2 separate regions of the Danio rerio genome follow, and region 1 is linked to region 2. Evidence: chromatin contacts called from public HiCAR-type data. All regions are on one chromosome and are shown on one strand. The core of a region is the stretch at or near the end of the contact, and the rest is flanking DNA. Distances in the headings are between cores, read along the strand shown. Region 1 overlaps tanc2a (tetratricopeptide repeat, ankyrin repeat and coiled-coil containing 2a). Region 2 has its middle 19 kb from the start of tanc2a.

Region 1 (6,954 bases), core at 3,596-6,095, 220 kb after region 2:
GGACTTTTAGAACTGTGTTTTTGACAATATTGCTAGTTCACTAAAACCTGCCTGGAAATATTAGATACATTTAAAAAATAAATAAACAAAAAATGATATTTTTAGCATGAATATTTAATGAAATTAATTCTTGTAATTTACTTATTCCAATAAACAGTAGTTTATGGACCTATTTCCTTTTAGTAAAGAAGTAATAGATTTACAGTATAGCTTTGCATTTTAACTTCTTATGCATCAAATATGTGCTCCAAACTTTTTCTCCACTGAGACATGTTGTTTTCAAATTGCATTGTTAGTCCTTTTTCTTACCAATTTATTTTGACATGTTCACACCTAAATGGTTTTAAGTGATGTGTTTAAAGGGTTTTATGCAGCATCCTGAAAGCGCATATCCAAATTGCATCAAAATAGGTGGATGGAAACATAGCAAGTGTTACCACTGAATATTATAAGTAAACAGACATGTTAAATAGAGCTACTGTAAATGCAGACAGAAAATTATTTGGAGGATCAAAACACTTTGAACTCAAAAGAGCATTGGCCACATAGTTCCATGTAATACAAATGTCAAATGAACATAACAGAGTAATGTATAATGTTATTTACATGATGGTTTAAAATAAAGCAAAACGTCAAACATACAGTTTTGCAGTAGTACAAAGTTGTTATACAGATAATATTTAGATTTTTTCATTTCTTTTGATTGGAACCTCCTTAAACAGGAAGAATAATTTAAAACGCGGTATTAGCATGTGGGAAGTCCAGATAAAGAATGAGAATTTATATAGTAATAATCATAATATTGTCATAAAATATTATTAATAATAATAATATTAAAAATAATAACTGTTATTATTATTATTATTATTATTATTATTATTATTATTAATATAATTATGATACAGCTTTTGGTTGTTTTGGCTGCTTTTCTTCTATTGAGTCTTTTTAATAATTCAGCCTCCATAAATATATTATGCTGAGCTGGTCAAGACTCAGTCAAGCAGTCAAAAGCTGTAAGTTACAATGTCTCTCATTCATCCTTCTGCGCGGGTGAATATTTAGAGTGAGCTCAGTGTTTGGCTCATTCAGCCAAAGCTCTTTGAACACTTCTCTTCATGAACGGTGAACTGCAGATACAGGAAATATCCCACATAATCCAGACCCTAAAAGTCAACACACACGTGTTTCCAATTCCCTTCAAATGTCAAGGTCAGTAAAGGCGATTACTGGGAGAGCCATAGAAGTGGCCTCTTCTCCGTTTTATGGGCCATTTGAGCTCCTGATGCTGCAAAGCAAGGACGCCTGTGTCAATCTCCTCCAGCTTTTATTGATCAGTTCTGATTTCTGCTGCTGGGTTTGGATTCACATGTGGGAAAATAGTGTTAAGTGCAGTAGCTGAGCACCCTATACTTTAGTTTCTGTGCGTATGCTTGTACGTGTGCATGTGCGTATGTGCATTCTGAAAGAAATAATATAAGTAAACTGACAAAAAATTATCAATAAAATCTAATTGAAAAAGACGGGTTTAATAGTTTTATTAGGCAGTTTGTTTGCTTTATAGCTTACAAAACAAAATGTTACTTATTTATTATACATAATAATATATTTAATATATAAATAAAATTAATTAATATATTTAATTGTAACAAATACACTGTATATGTGTACAGTGACAAAAAAAGGCATTCTATTCTATAACAAAACCTTTTTTATTGTTAATAATATTGATAGTGCAATAATAATAATAAAATGATAATATTAATAAAAATGATAATTATGTTGAATATAATTATTGTGTTAATGATATTTAAACTAACAATTTGTTTGTATTTGTTAAATAAACTTGTTATAATTATTTATTTATTTATTGTAATTCTAATTGTATTATTATTATTATTATTACTATTATTATTATTATAGATAAATGTGATGTTACAGGTAGGAAAACAATAATACTTATTTATAATAAGTAATAATAAGCTATAATTATATTGTTATTGCTTAATATTGTTATTGGAATGTTAATATTAAAATAACAATAATAATGATGATAATAATAGCAATAATAATGATGTTGATGATAACTGTGTTAATAATTTTATTAATATTTTTTATAATTTTGTTAAATAAGCATATTATTTATTTATTATGATTCTAATTTTATATTATTATTGTTATTATTATTATTTATTATTATTATTATTATTATTATTATTATTATTATAGATAAATGTGATGTGACGGGTATTAAAGCAATGTTACTTATTTATAATAAGTAATACTAAGCTATAATAATATTGTTATTGCTTTATATTGTTACTATAATATTAATATAAGAATAATACTGATGATGATGATGATGATGATGATGATGATGATGATAATTGTGTTGGTAATACTTGAATTAATATATTTTTTAAATTTTGTTAAATACTTAATAATTATTTGTATTTGTATTTATTATAATTATGTTATAGTAATGTTATAATATTATTATTATTAATAACAATAATGCATTTTATTTAAAGTTATTTTATTATTATTATTATTTTTATTATAGATAAATGTGACGTGACAGGTAGGAAAACAATGTTACTTATTTATAATAAATGATAATAATGATAATAATAATAATAATAATAATAATAATAATAATAACAATAATAAGCTATAATATTGTTTATTGCAATAATAATTAAAACAATAATTAAATAATTACATTTATATAAATAAATCTAAATAATTAAAATAATAATGTTAATACCAATAATCATAATAATAAAAATAACAATAATTGTTAATAAGTATATTAATAAATTGTTTAGAGTTTTTGTTCAATAAATTATTATAATTATTGATTATTTTCATTTTAGATTATTATTATAGAATAATGTGATGTGTTGTGAATACTTTGTTCAAGAACACACACACACACACACACACAAGTTGATCTATTTGTTCATCCATCTACACATCTCTCTCTCTCCCTCCTTCCCTCCATCTGGTTTTCTTTCTTACTCATGCATGCTCACATCTCACGCTGTTCATCTCTTTCAGTCTTCACACTTTTCATTTCTTTCTCTGCTCATCTGTAAGTCTCTCTACGAGTTCATCTTTCATCACCTGTGTGATCTCTGACTTCAGCACACTTTTGATTATTCTTGCAGACAGACAGACTTCAGCATGTCTAGACAGGTTCTCCTCTGTTCACTTGCACATATCTACATAAAACGCAATGCAGAGACGCACGTGGGTGGTGGTTTTCATTATGTTGCTTGGGTTTTCTTTGTAGTTTCTAGCAAAGTAATCAAACCCACTACCAAATTTTTTATGTTCTATTCTCTGCAAATCAGGTTTCTTCTTATGTTGAGTTTCAGTATGACAAACAATTATGGCAACTTAATTTGATCCCCTTTTTTTGTAAATTAAGCAATACAGATCGACAAAGGGAGAAAAATAGAATAAAACGTACAGAGTGAATAGTATTAGAGCTAAGCAAAATAATATGAACAGACAAACAATACACACATACACTTACTGACTAAAAATACAATATACCGACCTCTATAGGAAATATTTAAAAAGATATAAGTAATAGCATTAATAAACAAATAAGCAAAAAATAAAGAAATAAAGAAATAAATAAGAAAAATTAATAAATGTATATAAAAAATAATATAAAATAAAAATTTAATTCCATTTAATCCTCTGAACACACATCTATACTGACTATAAATACAATACACTGACCCCTATAGGAAATTGTTAAAAAGAAATAAGTAATAGCAGTAATAAATAAATAAGAAAAATGAATAAATGTATATAAATAATAAAAAAACAAATGGATTCCATTTGATCCTCTGAACACACATTTATACTGACTTAAAATACAATATACTGACCTCTATAGGAAATAGTTAAAAAGAAATAAGTAATAGCACTAATAAATAAATAAATAAATATATATATATAAATAATAATATAAAATAAAAATTCGATCTTGTTTGATCCTCTGAATACACTTTTACTGACTATAAATACATTATTCTGACCTAGGAATTAGTTAAAAAGTAAATTAAAATAAATAGGATATATATATATATATATATATATATATATATATATATATATATATATATATATATATATATATATATATATATATATATATATATATATATATATATTTGTGTGTGTGTGTGTGTATATATTTGTATGTATGTTTATGTGAATAACTACCACAATATAATTAAAACATTGCTCTTCTTTTCAACCATTTACCCCAGTATGCAGGCTTGTTGTCTTTCATATCATTCACCTTTTTTACAATATCATGCCATTCACCTACAGATGGAGGACTCTCCTTAAGCCATTTCTTTGTAATGGCCTTTTTGCTAGTTGTTAGTAATGTATAGTTTTACAATTACATTCCAGATGAAATCCCATTATTGCATGTATCTCTTTATACAAATCATGTGTGTATATTACAATCCCAAAATATGTGGAAATGATCAGCCAGTAATTTACGCATTTTCTCCAGCATTTACCATTTTTTGATCTCAAGTCATAAAGAACCTGATTGCATTTTTCCAAATAAATTCCCTCCATGAATCTGAATTAATTGTGATCATATGTGTGTCCCAAATAGTTAATCATTGCTCGTTTGTTAAATTGTATTAGTTTGACACAAACAGATTTGATGATTTTCATGTGTAATCTGCGTTGGATATGCACATGCTCGAGCATTTGGTGTAAAATACAGACATGATTTCTGGCCTAGTGCCATGGAGGAGCTGTAAAACACCAGTTCAGTGATAGCAGCCAAAGTCATTGTGACGCAGTTCAAGCAGCTATAAATCTAGCAACACCATCATGCCAGCCAGACAGTCTGCAGTGCAGATGAACATGGTGCAGCAGGAGAACTGCTGGTGTTAACAATTGAAGAGATATATGAAATAATTTACAGCAATTTAACAATTGTACATTAACAAAAACTATGGCTACCGAATGCATTAGTAATGTAAAATAATGCTTAAATATGATAAAAAAAACATTGTTAAACCTTTTAAACAGTTAGTTGGCGATAACATTTGATATTTTCGACCTTTTTGTGCTTTGTTAATATCAAACCAAATAGTATTTCTAAAACACAATTGTAAGAGTTTTCGTCATATTCATGTTTTTAAAAAGTAAATGAGAAATTCACTGAAATATAACAGAGTGACATTAATTAATCCACTATTGGTGTTTCCTACATTTTTTTGTACAAATTATAGAGGGAAGAGTAAATTACACACCTCAATACCTTCCAGAGTTTCCCACCAAGGGAAGTGACTTCACTTGATGCAAGTTGCATGCTTTTCCTGTCAGTGCAATAAAGAATGTCATGCCTTTTATAACAGAGTTATAAAACAGACACAAAATGTATTTTTTATAACTGATATTTCATTTAAATGTTTATTTAACTTGGTAAACACAAAAAAAGAGGAAAATTTTACTTTTTGAATTATGTAATGGACACTGAAGCTGAATGTATGATTAAGTAGGTGAAGACAGTCAAAAGTCAAAAGTCTTTAAATTAAGTTTTAAGACAAAAATGTGCCTAAAACAAACTTTTATTATGCAGTTTTTGCATTGTTGTCTTGTTTAAAACTATTATAATATAATATAATATAATATAATATAATATAATATAATATAATATAATATAATATAATATAATATAATATAATATAAAACAATATAATATAATATAATATAATTTAAACCTACAGTAATGTTTGAGTGTAAAATATGTATAAATGCATATGATTTTATAACGTTTAAGGTATATGGATTTTGTGTTCTATATTGATCATGTTTTGCAAATAAAGATATAAAAGATACTTTTAAATTTTGAAGACGTGTTCAAAATAAAACACAACTCAATATTTTTGTCAAACACAAAACTAATGATGTCAAATCCAGAGAAGCAGTAATAGCTTTGAAGTGGTCTCCTAATGTTTTCCAGAGTTTCACTTTGGGGGAGGGTTGTATTACTGAACTGTTGTTCTGCACATGTACACCAACAGGAAGTTGTCATTTGTACACACATGTACCATGAGGCCAAGGCTCTGTTTCTGAAATCTGTCTTCAATTAAACCACATCAGAGAAAAACAAAAGGCTTTCCTTAGTATGTGGCGCTCTGCACCTTACATTGTTAGTGGCCAGTCGTCCTTAGCATCTGTGCTAACAATGTTAGCCGCTGTTAAATACTTTCAATCGCTCTCTCCTGCTGCTTTGAGGCATGATAAATTCAGCGGCCACCCACTGTGTTCTTAATAATCTTGTGCATCAAGCCACCGTGAACTTTCCTCCTCATTAGCAAAGGAAAAAAGGCTCTGAATTCATGCGCAGATATTCATGCTAGCTAATAACCATAGGCTAAACAAACAAACACTAGTTCTTAAACTCTTTTAATCTCATTAATAATTACATATATAGCCATGTTATTATAGTACTGTAAAAACATCACTACACTCGTTAGTAGCTTTAATTAAAAGTAAATATCACATGCAGTTATTGTTTGTTACTTTCAAAATCAGGGTAATTCAATCTGTTTTTTTTTTTTGTTTTTTTTTTTACCGTGGTAAATGTTTGTTTAAGGTTAACACAATGATAGGAAATCTGATCTCTCATGATGATTTTGAATGATGTGCAGGTACTGTAAACTCAGCTGGAACAGTAAGATCCTTCAGATGACAACAGAATATTGTGCTTCTCTTTAATAACATCTCTGTGTTTACTTAGCTGCTGAAATGAAGAAGTACAGTATAACAAATGGTTGCTGTTTTTCCAAGTTATTATTCGGTTTTCTCCCTTTGTTGAGTTTGTTATAGTCTTCCCTCTTTTGTGGATAAAAGTGTGATCCAATATTTATTTTAGCGTTCACTTTTAAAGTACTTAATTAGCAT
Region 2 (6,926 bases), core at 3,847-6,346:
AAAGTTCGCATTTAGTCGGCCTCAGTTTCACACCACACTCCTGAAGACGACACAGCACTTTTCTCAGGTCCTCAACATGGTCTTGGAATGTTTTGGAGAAACAGAGCACGTCATCCAGATAAGGGAAACAACATTCATCCCTGAGATTAACTAGTACGCCTTCCATGCAGCGCTGGAATGCTGCAGGTGCATTGGTAAGGCCAAAGGGGAGACGTACCCATTCATAGAACCCCCAAGGTGTGCTAAAAGCGGTCATGTGACGGCAACTTTCCTCAACAAAACCTTGATGGTATGCACTACCTTGGTCTAGTATCGAGAACCAGGAGTTGCCTCCTAAGTTATCCAATAGGTCTTGAATGCGTGGCAGTGGGTGACGGTCAGGAATAGTTTTATTGTTCAGTCCCCGGAAATCAACACAGAGACGTAAACTCTGGTCCTTTTTTCTTACGCACACGACTGGAGATGAGTAAGCTGATGTTGACTTTCGAATCCAGCCACGGTTAAGTAAATTCTGTACATAATCTTTGACTTCACGATATAAGGGTTTTGGTATGGCATTATATGACTTTTGTATTGGAGTGTCATCCCTAAGATTGATTCTCAGTTGCAACTCTGGGATGCACCCAATATCTGCCTCATCTTTGGCGAAGGCCATAGACTCCTCATATAACATTTGCCTGACAATTCTTTGCTCCTCCTCTGCTAGGTGGGATACATCAACTGGAGGGTGCCATTTGTCTCTGACCTTTGATACTGCCTCTCTATCAAGCTCTTTGTTGTGATAGCTCTGAGAGTTAGTGCATAACTGGGCTCCACAAGTCTGAATGGACTCAATATTCTTGTGCTTGGAGTTCAGTACAGGCTTCAAATCAGCAATCTCTTCAAGCGTACCCAGGACTGTTCTTTGAGTCAGGTAAATAGTGTGTTGGGTTGAGTTCTGAATAGGGATTTTAACACATTTTGATGACCCCAAGGGAACGTCTACCAGTGATGGAAACAGATCTAAACCCACCGGGCAAGTACTCACAGTAAGAGGTTGAAACAGCATGGTACAGTTCCCGGGTGCCCCCTTAACTCGACACCGAACTTCATAGATTTTGCCAGCAGGGATGGTTACACCTTTTTTACTGCTGCGTACAACACAAGGAGTTGGTTCAACAGAAGTTGGTATCTGAAGGAGAGAGACTAGTGTTCCGATGGAGCTCTTTGGTATACTTAAAGAATCTGTCAGGATAGCGGTCACATCCACAGTGTTGCCATGCTCTTTAATAATTTCAGCGATTACGTTGCTACCTAACAAGGGACAGTGGCAGTTCTGACTGATTAAAAGGGGTACACTTATTGTTATAGACCCATGGTGTCTGCTTGAAATCTGTAGGTCAACTTCTGCCCATCCCTCAAGGGGTATTTCAGTGCCATTAGCTGCTGAAATTTCAAGTGACTGACTGTTAAGAAGTGAATGAAGTGGCTGGATTTTGACATGGGGTGATGCTTTATCTACCCAAGTTTTGCTAACCATTGTCACCTGTGCTCCAGAATCTAATAACATTTCTATTGGCACACCATTGATATTGCAGGAAACAGTGCAACGATTTCCAATGAGCTGGGCCACCCGTTTCTTTGGATCTGAATGGCAAGGTGTGGCTGACATGGTAGCTGTGTCTGTGGGCTTAGAACTGTTCACGGTCGCTGGCTGCCCTTCTCCAGCGACCTCTTCCCGTTTACCGACATCCGTCTCTGCAAACATCCAATTGCTCTGTGACCTGCCTGACCACACGCAAAGCAATGGGGACAGTTAATTATCTCTTTCATTATGCAGTCAGGGCATCTACCCTTTTTCTCACTTGTTTGGGATGGCGGGTGCTTAACAGGTGTACTAGAACTTCCAGTCGGTGGACGGTCAACAGGCTGATTCACCAGTTTCATATGTTGAGTCAGTGAGGACACTTGAGCCGTCAGCTCTCTGATGGCTTCACGGTTAGCCTGCAACTCAGCATCAATTTGGTTTTGTTTTGTCACGTCAGTCGGTACAGTTATGTCAGAATGAGCTACACTCACAGTCACTGACCTAGACTTGGCCACAGCACCAAGGCGCTTTAACCTAGCTTCTTCCTCCATGGTTGACTTAGTCAGCTGTTCCAACAGTGAGTCATCACTAACTTGTGTGTCAGCAAGGAAAGGTTTAATGTCCTGCCTAACATAACTGTTCTTGTCATTTAAACCTTGATACAAGGAGTGCAGAAAAGTACCTTGAACTAGTCGCTTATCATAGTTAAACTCTACACCAGGCTGCTGTGACTCAAACAGAACTCGTTGTTTTAGCCCTATAAGTCTATAGAGAAACTGGTGTGGACTCTCTTTGTCATGTTGTTTAGCATTACTGAGCTCATGAAAGAGCTCGGTTACACCTTTATCTCTCACATGTGCACGGAGAAGTCTCTTTAACCCATTTACTGTTAAACCGTCATGATTAGTGAGCATTTCTCTGAACGTACCAGATTTAGTTATCTTGAGCACTGCTCTAACAATTTCAACCTCACTAAACCCCTCTTGTAGAGCAGTGTCAATCTGCTTACAGAGACCACTAAAAGAAATGTCAGACCCAGTATCAGATATTTGACCCCCATGAAATTTGCATTCCCGACGAGGAAGCAAAGCTGTGACATCCGACAGTCTCACAACCTGATCAGTGACAGATGAAGATAGGCTTGCTCTACCCTGTTGGGTGTCACGGGTACCAGTGTCACCTAAGTGGCCTGGTGTGTAAATAGTTCTGTCTATAGGTGATGTCAGGGCAGGCGAATCATGACTGATTGGTGGTGCATGAAAGTCTGTATGTGATGGTTGTGCATGTTTGTGTTTGTCCATTGCATATGTGTGTATGTCCTCTGCTGAAGCAGAAACTTGTCTGTGTGTATCGGTAAGTGCATTGTCTATGGGAACGGCAGGAACATTGGCCTCACCAGATCCAGAATCGATTGATGTCAGTTCCTGTAACAGTTCCTGAAGTGAGAGAAGTTGAGCCATACCTTCATCTTCCATTGTTTTCAACCTTTCACTTCTGGTGTAGTCGATGATGAAATCATAAAGCTCAGGTTCACTGAGGCCTTCTGTACTCTCACTGCCATCTTCAATAGCCCTGGCAACCAACTGCAGTTGACTGGTACTCAGAACAGGAAGCTTTTTGTGAATCTGGAAAATCAACATCCGTCGTGGGGTTACGGTAGCCATCGCGATTTTTCACCAGTGACGCTCACACTCTGGATGACGCTGGGCACAGCAGCCTTCCTTGAAGCTCGATCGCCAACCTCTACCCGTATCGTGACAGCTCTCCCCACTCGACGATGCAGAATCCCGGACGAGCCCCCAATTGTTACCGGCTTCAGACCTAGGGGAATCTGGACCGGCACAAGCCAAATCACGCACAAAACTGTGAATGATAAGGAGACAGACACGTTATAGCATTGCTCGAGTGCAGTTTAATATATCAAAGATAATTACTTCTTTTAAAGCTAACACATAGTACACAGTGTTCCAGAATAAAACCAAACGTATATCAATAATATAAAATTCAAATGTGTCATGGATATTAATACATCATATTACTCAATGCAATATCAATACACAATATCAATACACACTCAATGCAATGTAACTAGATTTTCTTTGTGAACAAAAGGCATTAATACATTGAACAAAAATACTTTAAACACTTGAATACACTCCTCAGAATACAGTCTTGGTCTTACTTTGAGATACTCAAGTAATATTACAAGAATTATTAAAATAATACATTTCTTACTCTATCTATAACTACTGGTATAAATGCAAAAATGATGCTAATCATTATAATTAATTCAATGTAACATTTTCCTTCACAACATTTCCAATTTACATTACATCAGCATTTATATTAACACTTGTTAATATATTTATGAGAAATACCGACAATTTAGGATTAAATAAATGTCACTTTTACTCATGTAATAACCCTAAGTTATTGAGAAAGCCAATTATGATGTTATAAAACCAAAAATCCAGCATTAAAACATTAAACTTGTACTATCACTTATTACTATTGTGTTACTATACACTACTATACAGCGTTATGCTTTCACAAACATTTTAGAAGAGAATCAATATAAAAATATGCCCCATATTAACCTAATCTGGCTGACATTCATAACAAATGTAACAATTACAACAATTACTTAACATTAAAGTGCTTAGAAAAGGATCTAATGCATATTTCTGAATGCATACATCACTACATGCTCCGTTCACATCATTTGAGTTAACCATTAACTCATCATTAGCTTCGGCTGCTTTTGCTAACCACGAGTGGCTATAATGTTTACGATCTAATTAAACCAAAAACGAATCAATGCATAGAACTAACACCTTCTAACATAGTTTCTTAACATTTCTTAAGAGTAAAGATGATAAATATTTCACACAAACCACTTTAAATGAGTGTTTATCCATACCTGTGAATGATAAGGAGACAGACACGTTATAGCATTGCTCGAGTGCAGTTTAATATGACCTCGAGCTGCCGGTCTCCTAGGTAACCCACTAACGCGCCACACTGCCCTCTACAGGTGTGGTGGTGAACTACATGAATCATTTCATTTACTCATAAGAACTAGAACAGGAATAAAACAAAAAAATGAGGTAAAGAGTGAGAGGGGGGGGGTTTAACTTTTTCTTTTAATCACCTTATATAAAATAATATCCCTCTATCCGTCACACAAACACAACACCGGGGACTCGTTGCCTGTAGATTGCGCTCTCTTTATTTTAACGATCCAGTTTGACTGAAAGTGTGGAGGGATGTTGGCCATAAAAACATCAAGCGGTTTGAATATGTCCTTGTTTGGAAATGAGCCCTCTTGCTGCTCGGTTTATGATTTCAAACAGTCGTATTTGGCCAAAACACAATAGCTGAGAAGAAAAATGAACAGTATTTGGATTTATTCAGGGGAACTGGGTGATGAAGTCATGCAATAATGTATTGTAGCATCAATCTAGACCTAAGGGTTGTAGAAAAACATCTGTGAGGACGTAAAATTGCTGGTTTGATTTCACCTCATGGCCACTAGAGGTCAGTAAAAATCTTTTTCTGTTTTAAGTGAGCTCATGCTTAGTTTGAATAATAAATACACAAACAGAATGCGAGATTGTAGTTTGCGTGAATTAGTTACAAATCATTGTATAATTTCAGATGACTTCGTTACAAATGTGGCCATTTTATTTTATTTATACAATTTTATTTTATTTTAAAGATTGTTTACAATGCCTTGAGCTAAAAAAAGGTTATTTAAAATAAAAAAACATATTTTATGACGTAAAAATAAGTTAAACTAGTAAAGCAAAGAATCTTTTTTTAAATATTAATAGTAGTTTATTTAATATAGAATTTCTTCATTTATATTGAGTGTGTTAGTGACAGAATGTCAGATAGTTTTTTTTTTTTTTTTTTTTTTTTTTTTTAACAAAATAATTTTAGTGTTAGAAGATCAAAGCAAGTATATACCCTTACCGGCCACTTAATTAGGTAAACATTACTAGTATTGAGTTAAGGCAGTTCTGAAGGCAAAAGAGGGTCCTTTTGCCTTCAGAACTGCCTTAATCCCTCGTGGCTTAGATTCAATAAGGTACTGGAAAAAATTCCTCAGAGATTTTGGTTCAAATTGACATGATAACATCACGCAGTTGCTGCAGATTTGTTGGCTTCACATCCATGATGTGAATCTCCCGTTCCACCACATCCCAAAGGTGCTCTATTGGATTGAAATCTGCTAACTGTGGAGGCCATTTGAGTACAGTAACCTCATTGTCATGTTCAAGAAACCAGTCTGAGATTATTCATGCTTTATGACATGGTGTGTTATCCTGCTGGAAGTAGCCATCAGAAGATGGGTACACTGTGGTCATAAAGAGATGGACATGGTCAGCAACAATACTCAATTGGTACTAATGGGCCCAAAGTGTGCCAAGAAAATATCCCCCACACCATTACACCACCACCAACCTGAACCATTGACACATGGCTGGACGGATCCATGCTTTTATGTTGTGGATGCCAAATTCTGACCCTACCATCAAAATGTCAAAGCAGAAATTGAGAATCATCAGACCTGGCAACGTTTATTCCAATCTTCTCTTGTCCAATTTTGGCGAGCCTGTGTGAATTGTAGCCTCAGTTTTCTGTTCTTAGCTTACAGGAGTGGCACCTGGTGTGGTCTTCTGCTGCTGTAGCCCATCTGCCTCAAGGTTGGACGTTTTGTGCATTCAGAGATGCTCTTCTGCATATCTTAGTTGTAACGAGTGGTTATTTGAGTCACTGTTGCCTTTTTATCAGCTCGAACCAGTCAGGCCATTCTCCTCTGACCTCTAGCATCAACAAAGCATTTGTGCCCACAGAACTGACCATTTTTCGGACCAGTCTTTGTAAACCCTAGAGATATTGTGCATGAAAACCCCAGTAGATTAGTGGTTTCTGAAATACTCAGACCAGCTGGCACCAACAACCGTGCCACATTTAGTCACTTAAGTCCCATTCCTTCCCCATTCTGATGTTCTGTTTGAACTGCAGCAGATCGTCTTGACCATGTCTACATGTCACTGGATGATTACAAATTTGCGTTAACAAGCAGTTGAACAGGTGTACCTAATAAAGTGTCCGGTGAGTGTATAAAAAAAAAAAAAAAAAAAAAAAAAAAAATATATATATATATATATATATATATATATATATATATATATATATATATATATATATATATATATATATATATATATATTGCATTGATCTTCTAACACTAACACCTTTTTATTATTTTTATACAACAAATACAATACAATAAAATGTAATTATTAATAGAATGGTGAACGTGTTTTTTCAAATATTTCTATTGATAGTT

What was found. HiCAR-type assays count read pairs that join an accessible place to other places.
Region 1: a HiCAR-type map of caudal fin shows a contact between it and region 2, with 4 times the contacts expected there. The contact joins two enhancer-like sites. A contact is called at or near these places in 3 of 18 Hi-C or Micro-C datasets (caudal fin, hematopoietic stem cells and an unstated tissue) and 1 of 4 datasets of contacts at active chromatin or transcription factors (caudal fin).

The regions. Positions count from the first base shown.
Region 1 is chr3:21,514,721-21,521,674 of GRCz12tu, forward strand. The region is part of intron 7 of tanc2a (tetratricopeptide repeat, ankyrin repeat and coiled-coil containing 2a); the gene reads left to right. Among named protein-coding and RNA genes, the nearest start is that of cyb561, 58 kb to the right of the region's middle. Within about 2 kb of position 4,846, at least 3 of the 62 cell types and tissues checked have an H3K27ac peak or open chromatin away from gene starts, as enhancers often do. A contact at or near this core is called in caudal fin, where this site is marked.
Region 2 is chr3:21,290,510-21,297,435 of GRCz12tu, forward strand. No RefSeq gene overlaps it. Among named protein-coding and RNA genes, the nearest start is that of tanc2a, 19 kb to the right of the region's middle. Within about 2 kb of position 5,097, at least 2 of the 62 cell types and tissues checked have an H3K27ac peak or open chromatin away from gene starts, as enhancers often do. A contact at or near this core is called in caudal fin, where this site is marked.